Regions from separate parts of the Mus musculus genome. Here all the other regions are linked to region 2. The links are chromatin contacts, called in public HiChIP or PLAC-seq and promoter capture Hi-C maps. All regions are on one chromosome and are shown on one strand. Each heading gives the region's core, a stretch centred on a gene start, on an enhancer-like site or on the middle of the called end of the contact. The rest is flanking DNA. Distances are from core to core; before and after follow the strand shown.

What was found. Promoter capture Hi-C pulls out the DNA fragments that hold promoters and counts their contacts. HiChIP or PLAC-seq counts read pairs in DNA pulled down with a chosen protein or histone mark. Capture Hi-C pulls out chosen DNA fragments and counts their contacts.
Region 1: a promoter capture Hi-C map of hippocampal neurons shows a contact between it and region 2, with 2.7 times the contacts expected there. The contact joins the promoter of E330012B07Rik here to the promoter of Ergic2 in region 2. A contact is called at or near these places in 2 of 39 promoter capture datasets (embryonic stem cells and hippocampal neurons) and 1 of 115 datasets of contacts at active chromatin or transcription factors (large pre-B cells).
Region 3: a contact with region 2 is called in an H3K27ac HiChIP or PLAC-seq map of extraembryonic endoderm stem cells, with 7 times the contacts expected there. The contact joins the enhancer-like site here to the promoter of Ergic2 in region 2. A contact is called at or near these places in 1 of 39 promoter capture datasets (hippocampal neurons) and 5 of 115 datasets of contacts at active chromatin or transcription factors (astrocytes, differentiating embryonic stem cells, embryonic stem cells and 2 more).
Region 4: an H3K27ac HiChIP or PLAC-seq map of the NIH/3T3 cell line shows a contact between it and region 2, with 4 times the contacts expected there. The contact joins the enhancer-like site here to the promoter of Ergic2 in region 2. A contact is called at or near these places in 8 of 39 promoter capture datasets (the 3T3-L1 cell line, 3T3-L1-derived adipocytes, the C10 cell line and 4 more), 3 of 115 datasets of contacts at active chromatin or transcription factors (the NIH/3T3 cell line, microglia and pro-B cells) and 1 of 9 other capture datasets (macrophages).
Region 5: a contact with region 2 is called in an H3K27ac HiChIP or PLAC-seq map of embryonic stem cells, with 4 times the contacts expected there. The contact joins the promoter of Mrps35 here to the promoter of Ergic2 in region 2. A contact is called at or near these places in 3 of 39 promoter capture datasets (embryonic stem cells, hippocampal neurons and pre-B cells), 2 of 484 Hi-C or Micro-C datasets (B cells and embryonic stem cells), 9 of 115 datasets of contacts at active chromatin or transcription factors (astrocytes, differentiating embryonic stem cells, embryonic stem cells and 3 more) and 2 of 9 other capture datasets (embryonic stem cells and liver).
Region 6: a contact with region 2 is called in a promoter capture Hi-C map of adipose tissue, with 2.9 times the contacts expected there. The contact joins the promoter of Bicd1 here to the promoter of Ergic2 in region 2. A contact is called at or near these places in 10 of 39 promoter capture datasets (the 3T3-L1 cell line, 3T3-L1-derived adipocytes, embryonic stem cells and 4 more), 3 of 115 datasets of contacts at active chromatin or transcription factors (astrocytes, cardiomyocytes and embryonic stem cells) and 1 of 9 other capture datasets (adipose tissue).

Annotation. Positions count from the first base shown.
Region 1 is chr6:147,178,897-147,181,596 of GRCm38.p6, reverse strand. E330012B07Rik (RIKEN cDNA E330012B07 gene) reads right to left here and starts at 1,356. Exons shown (of 3, transcript NR_033640.1): 1 at 1,283-1,356.
Region 2 is chr6:148,211,121-148,213,820 of GRCm38.p6, reverse strand. It overlaps Ergic2 (ERGIC and golgi 2), which reads left to right and starts at 1,447. Exons shown (of 14, transcript NM_026168.4): 1 at 1,447-1,851. 4732416N19Rik (RIKEN cDNA 4732416N19 gene) reads right to left here and starts at 1,533. Exons shown (of 2, transcript NR_015615.1): 1 at 1,391-1,533.
Region 3 is chr6:146,978,360-146,981,059 of GRCm38.p6, reverse strand. The region is part of intron 4 of Ppfibp1 (PTPRF interacting protein, binding protein 1 (liprin beta 1)); the gene reads right to left. Among named protein-coding and RNA genes, the nearest start is that of 1700034J05Rik, 25 kb to the right of the region's middle. Within about 2 kb of position 1,384, at least 63 of the 459 cell types and tissues checked have an H3K27ac peak or open chromatin away from gene starts, as enhancers often do. A contact at or near this core is called in astrocytes and extraembryonic endoderm stem cells, where this site is marked.
Region 4 is chr6:149,329,127-149,331,826 of GRCm38.p6, reverse strand. Resf1 (retroelement silencing factor 1) reads right to left here. Exons shown (of 5, transcript NM_026054.3): 3 at 2,043-2,700; 4 at 321-401. Among named protein-coding and RNA genes, the nearest start is that of Resf1, 21 kb to the right of the region's middle. Within about 2 kb of position 1,311, at least 14 of the 459 cell types and tissues checked have an H3K27ac peak or open chromatin away from gene starts, as enhancers often do. A contact at or near this core is called in the NIH/3T3 cell line, where this site is marked.
Region 5 is chr6:147,041,395-147,044,094 of GRCm38.p6, reverse strand. Mrps35 (mitochondrial ribosomal protein S35) reads right to left here and starts at 1,325. Exons shown (of 8, transcript NM_145573.2): 1 at 1,195-1,325. The coding sequence starts at 1,300.
Region 6 is chr6:149,407,708-149,410,407 of GRCm38.p6, reverse strand. Bicd1 (BICD cargo adaptor 1) reads right to left here and starts at 1,424. Exons shown (of 9, transcript NM_009753.4): 1 at 767-1,424. The coding sequence starts at 979.

The DNA.
Region 1 (2,700 bases), core at 107-2,606, 1.0 Mb after region 2:
TCTTCCCAGGAGGCAAGCCTGCTGCCATACAGCAGAAGATGGGTGGAAGACACCCAGAGGCGAGAAGGCACCACTATCATGGCAAGTGTGTGGTGGAGAGACAGAAGAAAAAGAACAGTTTATGCAGTATGATAAGAGGAGAAACTGGAAATGTGAGGGTGATGAGGAACAGCCTGATGTGAGTAGTTTGTGCTGCCACCTGAGGCCATGTCTGGGTCAATGGTCAATGGCCTCTGTGGGCACTGCACATGCATGCAAGCAAAACACCTAAACACATGAAATAAAATAAAATATAAACATTTTAATAAAAATAAAAATATCACTGGCTGCTTTTGCCCCAAAAAGGACAGACAGTTCAGCATATATATATCAACAAATGTACCACATGCAAAGAGAATCAAGGTCAACACAAATTATCATCTCAATGGAACAGAAAGGCCTTTTATATAACATAACATCTTTTGTGATAAAGGCTCTGAAGATACTAGAAAGAAAGGGACCATAATCAAGGGCACATGGGTCAGAGCTAGAGCTTACAGAATGAAGAACACCAAAAACATTTTCTCTAAAATCAATAGCAGTGTGGCAATGTCCACTCTCTTTACAGTGATTTAAGCTGAAATGAAAGCAATAAGACAGAAACAGGAATTAAAAGGAAACAAATAGAAAACAAAGAAACTGGAGTATACTTGTTTGTAGATGACGTCATCCTACAATGGGAATGCTCTAAAGACTCCCATGAGACTCTGAGGTCTGGTAAACACCTTCAGCAAAGGGGCACAAGATCAACATACTAGAAGTTATTGTTTTTCCTTTATACCAATATACAGTTATAGCCATGATTTCCCCCACAGGTACAGAAAAAAAATGTGTGTTTAGAAAAACAATGCCTGTTGAACAAATGTTTCTGATGAATCTGGATAGCCTCACGTGGAAAACTGAAACCAGATTCACAGGTCTCACTTTGCACAAAAGTCAGACCACAGTGGACCAGAAACTTACTGTAAGACCTGCAACCACTGGACGAAAGCACAGGAGCAACAGCTCAAAACACAGCAGAGGAGGCTTTCTGAGAGGGCAGCTCTAGCTCCGGAAATGGCTCCAAACATGAAAAATTAAAATAAGGGGCTTTTACACAACAGAGAGAATCAGTGTGCAGGACGGAAGAAAATACTTTGTTGCTTGTGATCTCTTAGGGGCCTGACCTGGTTTGCTTCTCTGTAACTGTGATAAACCCTGACCAAAAAGCACATTAGGCAGAAAAAGGATAATTTTCACTTACAGGTTTCAGTCTATCCCAGGGTAGCTGAGGCAGGAACTCAAGGCAGGAGAACAGTTGCTTACTGCCTTCCTTTCCCTGACTTGCTCAGCTACCTTTCTTATACAACCCAGGTTACCTGCCCAGAGATGACTCCGCCTACCGTGGGCTGGCCCCTCCCACATCAATTAGCAATCAACAGAATGCCCCACAGATGTACCCACAGGCCAAGCTTATCTAAACAGTTTCTCTGGTATGATTTTCCTCCCCTGGGTATGTTCAGGCTTGTGTCAAGTTCTCAAAAACCAACCAGCACAGGGACTAATGTCCACCATATATAAAGAACTCAAATCATTAAACACTCAAAGAACCAATAACCCCATCAATAAATGAAAGGATAAACTGAGCAGTTTTCAAATGAAGAAATGCATATTGTCATGAAAAACATTCAACATTTTTAGCCATTAGATTGCTCAGTGAGCGCACTGAAGCAAGGTGTGGTGCCTGAATCTATAATCCCAATATGGGGGTGGTGGAGGAAGAAGGGCATGTGTTCAAGGCCAGACCAGGAGTTAGAGGCTAGCCTGCACTATACACAAAGAAGCTGGACAGCTATTGTTCAATGACATAGAGTTTCCATTTTACAAGATAGAAAGGGATGGTGGCTACAAAGAGTCATCATTTTCAATGCCACTGGACAGGACACTTTCAGAATGGCCAAAATGGGAAATTTCATGTTGCAAATACTTTGCTACAATTAATACAGGGGGGGGGGGAGCTGAGGAAATGACTCAACGGGTAAGAGTGCTTATTTTAAAAGCATGAGGATTGGATTCCAATACCCAGCACACACACACACACACACACACACACACACACACACACGCAGCAGGGCATAGCTGTGTGTGCCAGTAACTCCAGCATTGGGGAGTGGAGGCAGGTAGATTCTGAGAGCTCGATGGCCAGCCAGCCAGCTTAGCCTCTCAGTGGAAGACCCTGTCTCAGGGCAATAAGACAGAGAGTGAGAGAGGAAGACATCTGACATTCTCACACACCCACATCTTAGTGCACACACAACACATACCCCAAAATAAAACACAAACACTGTTCAATAGCAAGATTCTAAGAAACCAAGATGCCCTCATAGAGCTCACAGTACAGCAGAAGAGATCGATGGAGGCAGTGTCTAAAACGGGCCTCCCAGACTGGTGTTCACAAGGCAAAAGGGAGTGAGGCGAGGGTCGGGTGGGGTGTCCTAACACGCTCTAAATCCAGTTTCTAAATCCAGTACAACCTCACCTTAGTGTAGTCACCTATTTGAAAAATATTTAGTGAGCACTCCTCTTAAGAAGATACTCTCGAGTAGAACGTACATTTCCTTTGAGAAAAACTAACAAAAGCTAGATCTACCGGGGGTCCTAAAATTTTGGGTTCCAGACTCA
Region 2 (2,700 bases), core at 198-2,697:
ATAAGACACAAAAGCCACTTGAGGTACATGTGAACCTTAGAGAGTAATATTAGTTTCTCTTTTGTTATTAACTAGCTAAAGCTTGTCCCCAATCTACGGAGAATTAAAAGGATGTCATAAAAATATAGTTTGAGCATTTTAACCCTACTCCTAAACCTCTCTTCAATAAATGAAACATAATGGGATGGAGTCTCTAAAAAGCAGACTGTTTCCCATATATTATGCCACCAATAATATGAAAATTAACCTATAAAGTCAGGCAGGTCTTCCTGGCAATGTAGTTCAGTGGTACAGCTTCACTTGTATCAGGCTCCAAATCTGATGCCAAGCACCAGACAAAACAACAAAACGAAGCAAAGAAAGAGAAGCATTAAAGAAAACCAGAGAAGCTAAATGATTGATTCATTGGTTAAGAAGTTTCACTCTTCGGGAAAAATTAACTTTTATGCTTGTTAGCTTTTAAAATTGTTTTTCTAAAAATAGCAGGGTCAAATTATTTAGTTTTGCTATGTTGTGAAACCCAACTCTCAGGGGGATCGTTATTACTCTAAAGGAAACGTGCCCTGGAGACAAAGGATCAGGTGTAACTAAATGAACAACAGTCCTGCCTTTATCCAAGCTACAGCCTATACACTGTAGACCTGGGTATGGAGACGACAGGGAGGAGCTGCCGATAGATTACAAGTGAGGTAAGTTTGCATTTTAGACATGTATCAACACATTATTATGCCCATTTGACAGATGAGGGGATAGAGATACAAAGAAATGCAATATGCTCAAAGTCACGATATTAACAAGTTAGATTGGATATTTAATTTAGGTAATCTTGGCTTGAGGCTGTGTTTATTATCCACGAACCTTAAGTCAAATAGGAATTTATGATTAATTGGAGTAGTCTTGAAAGTCTGGAGATTAAATTGCCACCAGAGTGCATGCATTTGTCCTTGGTTTGAAGGATGAGGGTCTCTTTTCAGTAAAGGAGTATACACACAGTCAATCTGTAGTCAAGATCTCCCAGCCTGTTTCTCTTTGACAGCTCTTAACTACTCTTTACCTCCCTCTTAAAACTCAAACCCTTACCTACTAACCAAGTAAATAGTGGTATTTCTTGGCAATAGTATTGTGAAGATTAGAGAAAACAGTGCTTTCTGTGTAGACATTCGTCATAAGTACGCTTTCCTTAAAACTGTTTTTAAACCACAACGCGTGCCTGTAAAATTTGGTAGCAAATGGGTAGGACGGGAGCTTGAGTGGGTTCCTCTCCAGCATTTCGGAGCCAACTTTTTTTCCAAAGCCCCTCTATTCCGTCCTGTGCTGTGAAGGGCCATGAGCACACACTGTCGGGCTTTCTTGCGTAGCTTACTTTTAGGGAATCCTTAAGCACACTGACCGAATAATCGAAACCGTTCTCCACGCCCGACAAGGGAGGTTTAGGTGTTGTAGACCGGAATAAATGAAGACGCAAAGCCGGAGGCCTCTCAACCACCTGAGCTGCAGTGTGGCCGGCGCCTTAAGGTGGCTGGTGATCACTTCCGGTCTGTAGTGCGGAGCGCCGTTCCAGTCGGTTTGTCTCGGGGTCAGGCGGAAGGTAACTTCCCCTTCCTGGAAAGGGACCGGCCTCCTATTTTCACTTAGTTTCCACGTAGCCACGCCCCTTTCAGGTTGACCGCGCCGCTTGATTAGATCACATACCGTCAACGCGGAAAGTATCGCGAGTTCTCCATTTGCGCTCCCTTCGGACATGGTCAGCCGTGAGAGTTGCTCTTGTTCTCGCGAGATCTTCGTGTGCGCCGGGCTCGGGCGACCCGGGCTTCTGTGAAACATGGCGGTCGGCTGGGACCGTACCACTAGGTAAGACGCTAAAACCCTGCCGGGGCCGTTTCCTTCGGCGGTTACGGGCGGACGGGGACCTGGGCGCGGCTGAGGGGGCTCCCAGGCCTGGCACTGGCCTGTACTCGTCGCGGCTCTGCGGAGCAGCTGGCCGCGGAGCCGCTCCGCTGCCCGGGGGCGTTCCTGCCGAGTGCCGCCGGCGTCCGCGCCCGCGGCCAGGGAGCTTCGGTGATCGGCCGCGCCCTTCGTTGTCTCGTCCAGGCTGTCGTGGACAGCAGCGACCCTGCCAGCACCGTGGTCACTCTCGCCGTAAATTAAAAGCCGGGCCTAGAGAGGGGCCGGGGCGGGCGCAGACGCCGAGGCAGGTGGTGTGTGTGTGTCCCGTTTGTCAGCTGTTGACCCATCCAGGGGATGACGGCTCAGCTCCTGATACGGGACCGCCGTGGGTATCGTAGACGAGATCTCGGAGATCTACGGGCAAACGTGTCATTAACTTTAGGCGTGCAATTCGGTGCCCTAGGCTATAGGCAAGTAACAGCTGTTTCGGTGTTTCGAGATAGGCTTTCGTTCGGAAGCAATTAAAGATAGTTAAATTAGGCATTCTTCATTGGTTTGAAGTTGTAATTCCGAATTTCACTTCTCCAACCTCCAGTGTACGTCCGTACCTAAAGAAACGAGTGTGCTGCTGCCTTGCGGAAGGTCTCTTTGCCTACCTTTCTTATTAGTTAACCTTAAGTTACTATTCCAGCTTGTAGAGGAAGATCCTGAGAAATAGAAATTCCATGCTTTTGTAGTGAGGGTCCTGGGAAGCAGCTTTCTTTCAGATAGTAAACTTGACTGCTTTGCTGAGTATTACACCTGATTTCACTT
Region 3 (2,700 bases), core at 135-2,634, 1.2 Mb after region 2:
ATGATTCAGCAGGTAGCCTCCTGTGATTGGGGAAAATCTACCCAGTATGTCACCTGCTCAGTTATGGAGGCAGAAGAGAATTCCACTGTAATATTGACAAGGTAGAGTATGTTACACAGGAATCACTAATGGAGGACTGTGTGTCTATCAAGCATAGCTTTAAGTTGGCAAAAAAAAAAAAAATATGTCTGAGCCAAACACATAGCTTCTGTTTATGTCTAATATCTTAGGGCTTCCATTGCTATGAAGAGACACCATGATCAAGAACTCTTATACAGGACAACATTTAATTGGGGCTGGCTTACTACAGGTTGTGAGGTTCAGTCCATTAGCATCAAGGCAGATCCATAGCAGTGTCCAGACAGGCGTGGCACTGGAGGAGCTAAGAGTTCAACATCTTCATCCAAAAGGTGAAGATCAGAAGACTGGCTCCCACGTGGCTAGGAGGAGGGTCTCAAATCCCACCCTCACAGTGACACCCTTCCTCCAACAAGGCTACACCTCCTAATACTGCCACTCCCTGGGGCAAGCATATTCAAACCACCATATCTAAGTTGCCCTGGAATATTCTCACAATGCTTTTTCTAATCCAAGAACCTGAGGATCGGGCCCTGGAGCTGCAGCAGCAGAGGTCAAGAGACAGACTGACAGGAGGGTCATCTCACAATCAGTAGAGGTTACAAAAATGCCATCTTCAATGAAATGAGTGATGCTAAGTTCAATGTCTGCAAATCAAGGCTTCTAAGCTGTGAGGCAGAGTGTAGAAACGAGGCATTAGTAGCCAACTTCTGACCTGCTAAATAATCATCACACCAGCCAGTCTTTATTGCTTACATGGAAAACATTCCAATCCCAAGTGCACGTGTTTCTGAAGTGCAAAAATGTGAGTGTGCATACTTTAGGGCCAACATGTGGGCTGTGCTCTCTCTGGGCCTCTGGCTTGTCTCAGAATCAGACTTAGAGCTGCTCAGCTAGAGTGTGCTCCAGCCTCCTGCAGTGATTCTCTGCTGCTCTCCACAAGGCCCCTCTTTTCATGCGGCTCTCAGGAATGCTTTTCAGACCTTTGAAAACAAGGTGCCTATGTCTTCTCAGTGATCTTAGTCACCTGTGTCACACAGCAGCACACTGAGACACCCCAGCTGACATTAAAGCAAGTGTCCTGAACTTCTGGGAAAACCTCAGAGCAGTGTCCACCATCATATTACCAAGTCTGCAGAGTTCTCAGGTGGGGGCAGCCGGCGCAGAGTGGCCATGACAGCAGCGTGCCTTCACTGCCCTCAGCAAGTGCTGTTTGTTAAGACTGAACTCAAGTCTTAACAATACAACTGCAGACTCCCCTCTCCCCCTCAGCCCTCAGAAACAAACACTCAACCAAAAGGCACAAGTCAATTATCTACAGGTCCTCTTGAGCCAAGTAATAAATTCCTTTCTCACTGTGTGCTGAATGTCAGAGTAAAGACACAGGAAGTAGGAACAGGCTGAGGAATGTGCCAGGGGACAGTGAGTTTCACAGCACCAAGTTACTCCCAAAGAAACTAGCAAACCTGGACTCTTAAATCCCTGGAGGACCCTCCCAGGGCAAGTGTCAAGTCTCAGGAGCAGGCATCACCTGTTTCTAAAAGTGAAACATCTCTAACTCTCCTAACCCCTTGCAGTTAGCTGCAATGCCACTGAAAGATGCTGACTGGTACCAACTGGATGGAACCAGGAACACCAGGCTCAGATCTGGACTGGCTGGGGCTCCAGAATTTGTGCAACACCCCAGGAAATGCTTTGGCACAGGGTGGGTATCCAGGCCCTCAGAGCAGGCAGCCAGCTATCATTCCTCCAGTCTGCCAGACAGACCTTAATCCTGCAATAGGTTTTATGTAAACACAACCAAGTCCTAAGCATCTTATGGTTACGTCACCCTCCTATCTTCTCATCTGCTTTTGTGATGTTCTTTAGACTTCGCGTTCAACACATACCAGATGTGATATTTACAGTGGAGAAGGATGTCTAGAAACTGTAAGAGCTAACAGAAGTGGAAGCGACATGGCTGCCACACACCACTAGATGGCACTTCTCCTCAATCACAGCTACAAAGTTTTACTGCTTTCTGAAGCATCCACCCACTATACTTCCCGTTTAGAATACCTATTAAGTCCTTCAGAGGTGGCCCCACCCCACTGTTACTGTTACATACAAGGCTCTCTTCCTCACAGGAGCATACCTGGTCATTTATACAACCTAGAAGCCAGTCCATTTATAGAGGTAGAATTGAGCAACTCATTGGCACGGATACAATACAGTGCCTTTCCAAAGCTATCCTTAGGAGAGATGGGGAGGTTAGGGACTACACTGTCTGTTCTTTCAGAGCATGGCTCAATTCCCAGCACTGACATGGTGGCTCACAATTCTCTGTTGTGAGACAGGCAGGCAGACAGACAGACAGACACACACACACACACACACACACAAACCTGATACCTTCACTGTATATGCTTGGTACACAGACATATGGGTAGGCAAAATATCCATTCATATAAAGAAAAATTCTAAGTTTTCTTTACAGCAGAGAGGAACTGGGGTCTCATGTTCTGCCTTGTAAGTTTTTTTCTCTTCTGCTGATCTGCTAATCTATGCTCTCAGTTTTATAGTAAACAACAGAAGATTGACAACAAAAAGAAAGAACATGAAGAAGATTGACAGCACAGAGAA
Region 4 (2,700 bases), core at 62-2,561, 1.1 Mb before region 2:
CTGCTCCATCCTGACAGAGAAAACAATGCTATTTTACCTTCAGAAAAAAATACCTGCCAGGTGTGGTGGCGCACACCTTTAATCCCAGCACTTGGGAGACAGAGGCAGGCGAATTTCTGAGTCAGCCTGGTCTACAGAGTGAGTTTCAGGACAGCCAGAGCTACACAGAGAAACCCTGTCTCAAAACAAAACCAAATGACTAAAAAACAAGATTATCAATAAAACTGTGCACTGTGATAATATTGTAATTATATCCATGTTATTCATACACAATCTAGCAACTTAAAAACAAAACAAAAAAAGGAAACATGATGGCTTACCTCTTTGACTTGATTCAGGCATCTTTGTCCTTGTAGGGATGCATTTTAACCAGTCTTCTTTTGTACTTTTTATTCCTGAAACTGTTTAAATACTTGTTTTAAGATATATAACTTTTACTCCTCCATTTTAGCTTAATGAAAACTATCAAAACCTCACCTAAATGTATATAATACTGATGATATGCCATACCTATATTCCATAGATAATACAAACTTTAAGGGGCTTGGAAATCATTTTCCCCGTGTGTATATTTTACAACAAGAAAATGAATAGTTTTTAATTGTCACATTAAGAAAACATTTTCTTGGCTGAATCACCAACATTTCTCAGGGCATTTACAGGTATGAGAGAGGAAGCTACTGCCCCTGCTCAATCCCAAATTTCTATTTACACCCAAGTTCTCAGATTCTAAAAACCTAATACAAAATGCCTACTGAAATCAACCTTTTTTGGTTTTAGTTTTATTTGTTGTTGACAGGATCCCATTATGTATCTCTTGATGTAAACCAAGCTCGTCTCAACTACACAGAGATCCACCTGCCTTTGCCTCCCAAGTGTTGGTATGTGCCATCTTGCCTGGCCTTGAAATCAGCTATCTTAAACAAAAGTATTTTTGTATTCTATACCTATAACCTTCAACAAAGAATACCATTTATGCTATAGTTTTATTCACCCCAACAGACATAACCAGAGGGAAAAAAACCCAGATTAAACTAAAACTTCAACTAAAATCCCATATTTTTCCAATCTGAGTTTTATTATACAATGTATTAGCTATAATACCTACAGTTTCACAACCTCTTATGATCACAACTACTCATCCATATACCCCTTTAATTCTGCCTTTCAGAGATGCTACCTATGACTCATAATTGCTATTCTGGTTTCATTGTTTTTAGTTTTTGAAACAAAGTCTTATAGCCAAGGCTGGACTTAAATTCCCTAGATTCTTCTGCCACCAGCATTCCACATGTACGACTCTACCCAGTCACCATTTAGACCTTTGTGACTGACTAATTTGAGATTAATTTGTTCCAAGCACATACAGCTCTTACAGGCCTTGTATTTAATAGGTAAAATAGATGCTACCTTTTAACTTTGGGGATAACTTTATCCTCAGTGTCAGTCAAAGTAACAAACTGACCCACTATAACAAGTACAGTACCTTCCAATATTTGGAACAAAGTTTCACACAGGAGCCTCTTTGAAATTACAAGTACAAAAGGAAACTAAAACCCAGACTCTGGCTGTGGTTCAGGGTCTAATACCAGTGGTTTGACCACCAATACATCAAAACTCAAAACTTCTTGAAATAAATGTACACTTGATACTTTTAAAACTTTCACCCCCACCCCCACCCCCCACACACAAAAGAATAAAAATGCTTTTCATAGTGTAGTCTCTTTGGGACTAAATATTTGTATTTAGTAAATGTTAAAGTTGAAAATATTGTCAGTACTAATTTACTGTAATTTAAAATAAAAAGCAACAAACATAAAAAAAATGCTGCCCTATTTACTCAGCCACTCCTAGGATTACACCTCTACTGTTCCTCATACATAAAACCAATAGTTGGGCCCGTGGCTTACACACTTGGGAGATGAAAACAAAATGATCAGAATTAAACCAACCTTGATGATGGTTTAACACCAGTCTGAACTATGTGGAACTTTCCCCATTCCCCCATGAAAAAAAGGGAGAGAAAAAAAATTATACTGGACCTTGCACAGGTGCTTGCTCTTTCTCAGGACCAGGACCAGGACAATCCTGCTTGTCAACAGTGCTTGTATTCTTCAATAGCACATCTGGACATAATTTAAACTCCAGCATACTAGGTTTGTCTGTGTCTTTTGTCTTAGATGTATATTCCCCACTCTTTTTCTCTATACTAAGCTTCTTGGATGCACTATCCAATTTGGTGAGACATATGCTTTCCCGTTCTGTGCATTTAAACGCAACTCGATTCAAGTACTGTTTCCTTTGTTCTTTTACCTGGAGAGGCATCTGGTTGGACTCATTATTCATACTGGTCTTATTTTTAAACATTTTATCAGGCTGCTTCCCATCAAACTTTCCTTTATTATTATTTGACACACTGTGTGTTCTAGACGCCTCAGAGTGATGGATCTTGAAGTCTTTACCATGGCTGCTAGAATTATGTTCCAGTTCTTTTGCAGTCTCTGCACTGATACTCTGCCCCTCAACTAACTTTCCCCAGCTTACTGCTGCAGAATGCTTACTGGTCTTCGTGTGCCCCGAGTCACATAGCACAGTTTCTACACAGATGTTTCTGGAAGCATTATTCCCAGTTATTTGTTTGTCTTTCTGCCGTTGTAAATATTCCTGCACTGTTATAACTCTAGTACTCTTAGAGGAGCT
Region 5 (2,700 bases), core at 76-2,575, 1.2 Mb after region 2:
TGCATCCACAAGACAGGCTTAGCAAAGGGTTTCTAATCCCTGTAAACGGCACTAACACTCATCCAACGGCTCAGGAAAGGGTTTATCTTCAAGGCCTACATCAAATCCATCAGTAAATCCTACTTGGCTTCATCCTCAAACTACATCCGATAATAAGCCAAACCACCTTCTGCACTGTTACCATCATCTTGCTTGGAATACCAACAGCCTCCAAATAGGTCTTGCAGTCTTACCCTGCTGAAGTGAGTCACCACGCAGATGCCAGTGATAGATCCTTCACAAGTAGAAACCATGTCACTTCTCTATTATAGTGTGATCCTCGACTTCTAACAAAGTCCAAGCTCAAATCAAAACCAAACGCCCCCAAATCCTTAAAGCTCAGCCCACTACTCTGACATCTTGGATTGCCACTCGACCCTTTACTTGAACACCTCTGGCCCGGGTGTCCCTTTCTTTTCCTTGATCATGTCTAACCTCTTTGAGAAGAACAGCGCTCTTCTCTCAAATCGTCGTGACTGCTCAAACATCTTTTCCTCTGGGAGGTTTCTCCTCACTATTCCATCCTACCTTATAGCCACTTCTTCAACAGCATATCGTTTTCAATACTGTGCTTTCTTTTTCTTCGTGATAATAAGTTTTATTGTTACCGTTTACCTGTGTCTACGCGCTACTTCAAAACTTTGATAGACTGCTAACCTCTGCAACTCTGCCTAACACACTTAAGAGAATAAAAGAGCGAAAACTTGGGGATAGACACATCTTAGGACTATGAGGAGCCACTATGATGTATTAAGTAATCTATAATTTGCCCGGAAACCATTTGTGGATTTTCAACAAGGGAGTGGAAAGGCACGACGTGCTGTGAGCAGGTCTGCAGGAGAGCGAGCGCGGAAGGAAGAAGCATGCCCTGCAGGAGAGGCGGCGGGGAAGGCCCTGGTGGGCAGGTGCCCGCTCCTGGCCGAGCCTTTCCTGCTGCCCACTCTTGCACGCGGCTCCCATCGCTGCATTCCCTCCAGCCCCACGCTTGCACCGCCTCTCACACTACAGTGCGCCCCGAACCCCTGCGGTGTGCCGGGCTCAGCGAACGCACTCGTGGAAATGCGCGACGACCTCCAGAAAAACACAGGAAGGTCACGGAGCGCACGGCCTCCTTTCTCCCCGCCCCCCAGCCCGCAGCGACGCACCCACACTCACGCGGGCCGGCTCTCGGAGCCGCGGGGCTGGCGACCGAGGAGAAGGTGCGCAGGACGCGCGCTCCCGGGCACAGGGTCTGCCTCAGCTGCAGCGCGGCGGCCGCCATGATAAAGGACGGCGAGCCGGAGCGGACAAGCACCGCCGGGAGGGGGCGGGACCGGAAGTGTGTAACCTGGGAACGGAAGAGCACTGGGCAAAGGGATAGTGGAGCTGTGGCTCTTGGTTGACTGTTGTGGAATGATGGGGACTCTGACCTAGAAGTCTCACAGTCTACGTCTACTGGCCTGTTTGTTTGTTTGTTTGTTTGTTTGTTTGTTTGTTTGTTTTAATGGCTGCTCTAAGACGTTTTTCTCCTTTCCCGTTTATTTGTATATTTTATGTATATCGGTGTTTTCCTGCATATCAGCACACCATGTGCCTGTATTGCTCACTGCGCCAGCAGCGGACATGGAGTTAGGGAAATAATGGGCTTCCTCGTGGATGCTGGAAACCGAACCTTAGTCCCTTGGAAGAGTAGTCCCTGCTTAATCAATGCACCACCTCTCCACCTCTTCAGCCCATTTTTTTCTTTGTTCCATTTTCTTCCTTCTCCTTCTGCCCTTTCTCTTTCTTTACAATCATGCTGCTCTAGTCTCCCAATTGCTGGAATATAGCATAACACCTAGCTTTTAATTACTCTGTGTGTGTGTGTGTGTGTGTGTGTGTGTGTGTGTGTGTGTGTGTGTGTGTGTGCACTAGTAAGAGAACAGTTTAAGGGAATTAGTTCTTTGGTTCTATCCCATCACCACCTAGGTTCTGAGGGTTAAACTCCAGGGGTAAGGCTTTAACATTTTAGCAGTCTTTATAGTTTTTTTGTTTTGTTTTTTTCCGAGACTGGGTTTCTCTGTGTAGCACTGGCTGTCCTGGAGCTCACTTTGTAGACCAGGCTGGCCTCGAACTCAGAAATCCGCCTGCCTCTGCCTCCCGAGTGCTGGGATTAAAGGCATGCACCATCATGCCCCAATGCCGTTATACTTCTTAAATGACTGCCATCCAACAGAGAAAGTAACAAGCACCAGAGGCAAAGGCCTTGGGGGATGAGGGGACAACACAATGGCACAGTGTGGCTGCACCCCTACCACTTTGTTTGTTTGTTCAAGTGGCCTTTTGAACTAGATTGTTCGAGTTTAAATTTTGACCTTGTCTTTTCATGTATTATTTTTGCGGTGGACCAGAACTGGATTCCTTAGACCAGTGCAGAAAGGCCCATAACCTTAAGTAGCTCTTGCTTCATAGGCTCTGGCTTCCATGAGCACCTGCAGTCATGTGCACAGTCCTATGGCTCACACACACAGATTAAAAATCATCTTTACAAGTAACTCCTTTATAAAGTATCAGTAAGCAAAGATGGTTTACAGTATAAAGCATGTATTAGTTTGCCAGCAGAAGTTTCTAAACTGTAATTTTTCAGCTGGAAAGGCTTTGGAAGTACAATCATCCACTGGTGGCTTATGTTCTTATTAAATT
Region 6 (2,700 bases), core at 175-2,674, 1.2 Mb before region 2:
GGGGGGGAAATGTTATTCACAGAACATTGGTGATATTCTGATTTTATAAATACAGTAATTTCAACCTGAAGGGCCATATTTGATAGGCAAGGCATAGATATCCATATATTTTACATTTCTTTCTCATGTCTCACCATATGGAGATGATTTTGATTTTCCTCAGTCTCAGGGTGCCTTCTATAAGACATAAGCATAGCCCAGCCTTGCACAGAGGTGAAATTAAGGGCAGCAAAACCACCCAGCAAAGTTGTTTTGCTCCTACAGCCCCATGACAAGGACTAAAGCCAACGTCAAACGGGACTGGTGAGTCCTAATAACTAGTTCCTATTTCACCAAGGAGCAATTACTCAGCAGACGACTGAAGTACCAAATTCTACCATCCTGAAATTGTAGGTCCTCAGGCACAAACCTCATCAATTGGATGGATTATGGTCATTGATATCTGGGTTTGAAATAACAGCAGTTTGAGAAGTTTGATTTATGCATTTCAACCCAATTCAATGTTACCTGCCAGCACGGATGCCTGAAGACTTCTTGTGACTCTCCCTCCCCCACATAATAAAGAGCTTCCCATTCCAGCTTATGCATTCATTTCTTGGGTAATTTTTCTATTGGTGAAAACAATGGACTCTTTCAATATTCTCTTATCAACAAAGGGCTCTAAGATGAAGTCCTTCTGGCCATATCCCTTCTGACTTCTTTACAGTGATGACTGGCACTGAGAAATGCCAAACCTGGAGAGGGAAATAGGAGACGGGTTGCTCACCTCTCTGAGCTGCTCCAGCTCTTGTTTGAGGCCGTCATACTCGGCCTCCAGCTCGTCATACTGTTGCTTGAGAGTCAGTTTCTCCTCCAGCACCACCAGCCCATACTCTGCAGCCTGGATCTTCTCATGGGTCGTTTCTGTGAGCTCCTTGGTCAGTCTCTCTATTTCAGTCTTATATTGGTCTACCGTCTTCAGCGCCTCCTCTGCGGCCATAGCGGGGTGGCGGAGATAGACGCAAAGCAGAAGGGAAAAGGAGAAGCAAATAGGAATGAAAATAAAAATGGAAAAGAAAAGTGCCTGATGAATAATAGGTAGAGCGCCCTGAGGCCCGGCCGGCAGCTGCGGCTACACGGCCGGAAGCACTGAGGAGGAATACATGGAATATGGGAGGAATATACCCTGCAGCATGGAGACTGCAAGGTGATGACCGCAGCCGGGATCCTCCGGGCCACGCGCCGGGGCAGTCAGCAGCCAAGCTGCATGGCCAAGGGGCAACTCGCGCAGCAAGAGACTCCGGTTCTGCGGCCTCAGAGGCGCGTGGCCGCCATGTCTCAGGCCGCGTCACTGCGGTCCACCGCCCAATGCTCCGTGGGAGGCTGAGCTCCACCTGCTTGCTGGGCCCTGCGGCAGCCAGTGCACACAGATGCGGACTCCAACTGGTCCTCTTCCTCTCAGCCACTCAGAATGCAGGGAGGTAGGGAAGGGGAGGAGCAAATCCAAAACCCCACCGAGCCTCGCAGCGCAGCACAGCCGACTGCTGAAGAGGGATGAGGGCAGAGGGACCCAGAACTAGCTGAGGAATGATGGGAGACTACGGAGGGCTGAGGAGGGGGAACCGCGCTGAGGCGGAATGAAGGCTGAGGAAAATGGGTGTCTTAAAGAGAAGTGGAGGCTAAGGAGGCTGGGGGATGGAAGAGGACTGCATCTGAGAAGAGATGCTAGACTGAGGAAGCCAGGGCAGCTGAAGAAAGGGCAAGGGTGTTGGAAAGGGTGATTGGTGTCTGAAAGATCAGAACACTAAGAAGGCCTCCAACGGGCTAAGTTTTCTGAGGTGGGAATTCGAAGCCTACTGGAGTGCAGTGAGCCCACAGAAAACAAACAGAGCTAGTGCTTTCAAGAATGCTGCTTTTCCAAAGCTTGATAGATGTACCTTGGGAGTCCTTCCTCCTTTCTCAGACTCTGTCTAATTTGGTCTAGTCCACCTAACACTCTACCAGAGAACTTTGCTGTCCCCCAACCTAAGCCTCTGTGCACTTAGTTCATCATACTACCTTACTGCATAACGTAATTACTGGAGAGATGTGAACAAATATCTATTCACCCCAGTAAGGCTACCACCACAGTCCAACTTGATGAACCAACGGGTTTTATTGAAATAATATTTAAAGGAATATAAGTGAGGGGTTATTTACAGAAACAGAAATGACTCAAAAATATCTACATCACCAAAAGCCCACCCCAGGGGTGACAGATCATAGACACTGGAAAACCTGAACCATACTACACAACTTGAAAGCAGCTCAGTAGGTTGGAGACTGTCTGTTTCACATAGCTCTGGTGATTTGTGTCTCTCCTAGGTAGCTAAGCATGTCTGTCCCAACTCTCGGCCTGCTTTCCTGATTATATATCCTTGGGGAAGGAGTGAATCTCATTAGTTTCATGAATTTACGGAAGCCTTTGAGTTGTTTACTTCCTGGGTTTAAGAGCTTCCTAGAAGGATGGAATGTTTTACTTCTCTTTAGAACATCCTGTATATTGAAATTCTGTTAAGATGAACTGTTCTATCTGGGAGGAAATTGTTGTATAACATCTGCAGGTGCTCAGTAAGTCTCTAGGCCAGTGGTTCTCAACCTGTGGGTAGAAACCCCTTCAGGGCTTGAACAATCCTTTCACAAAGGTCTCATATCAGACATTTACATTACAAGTCATAACAG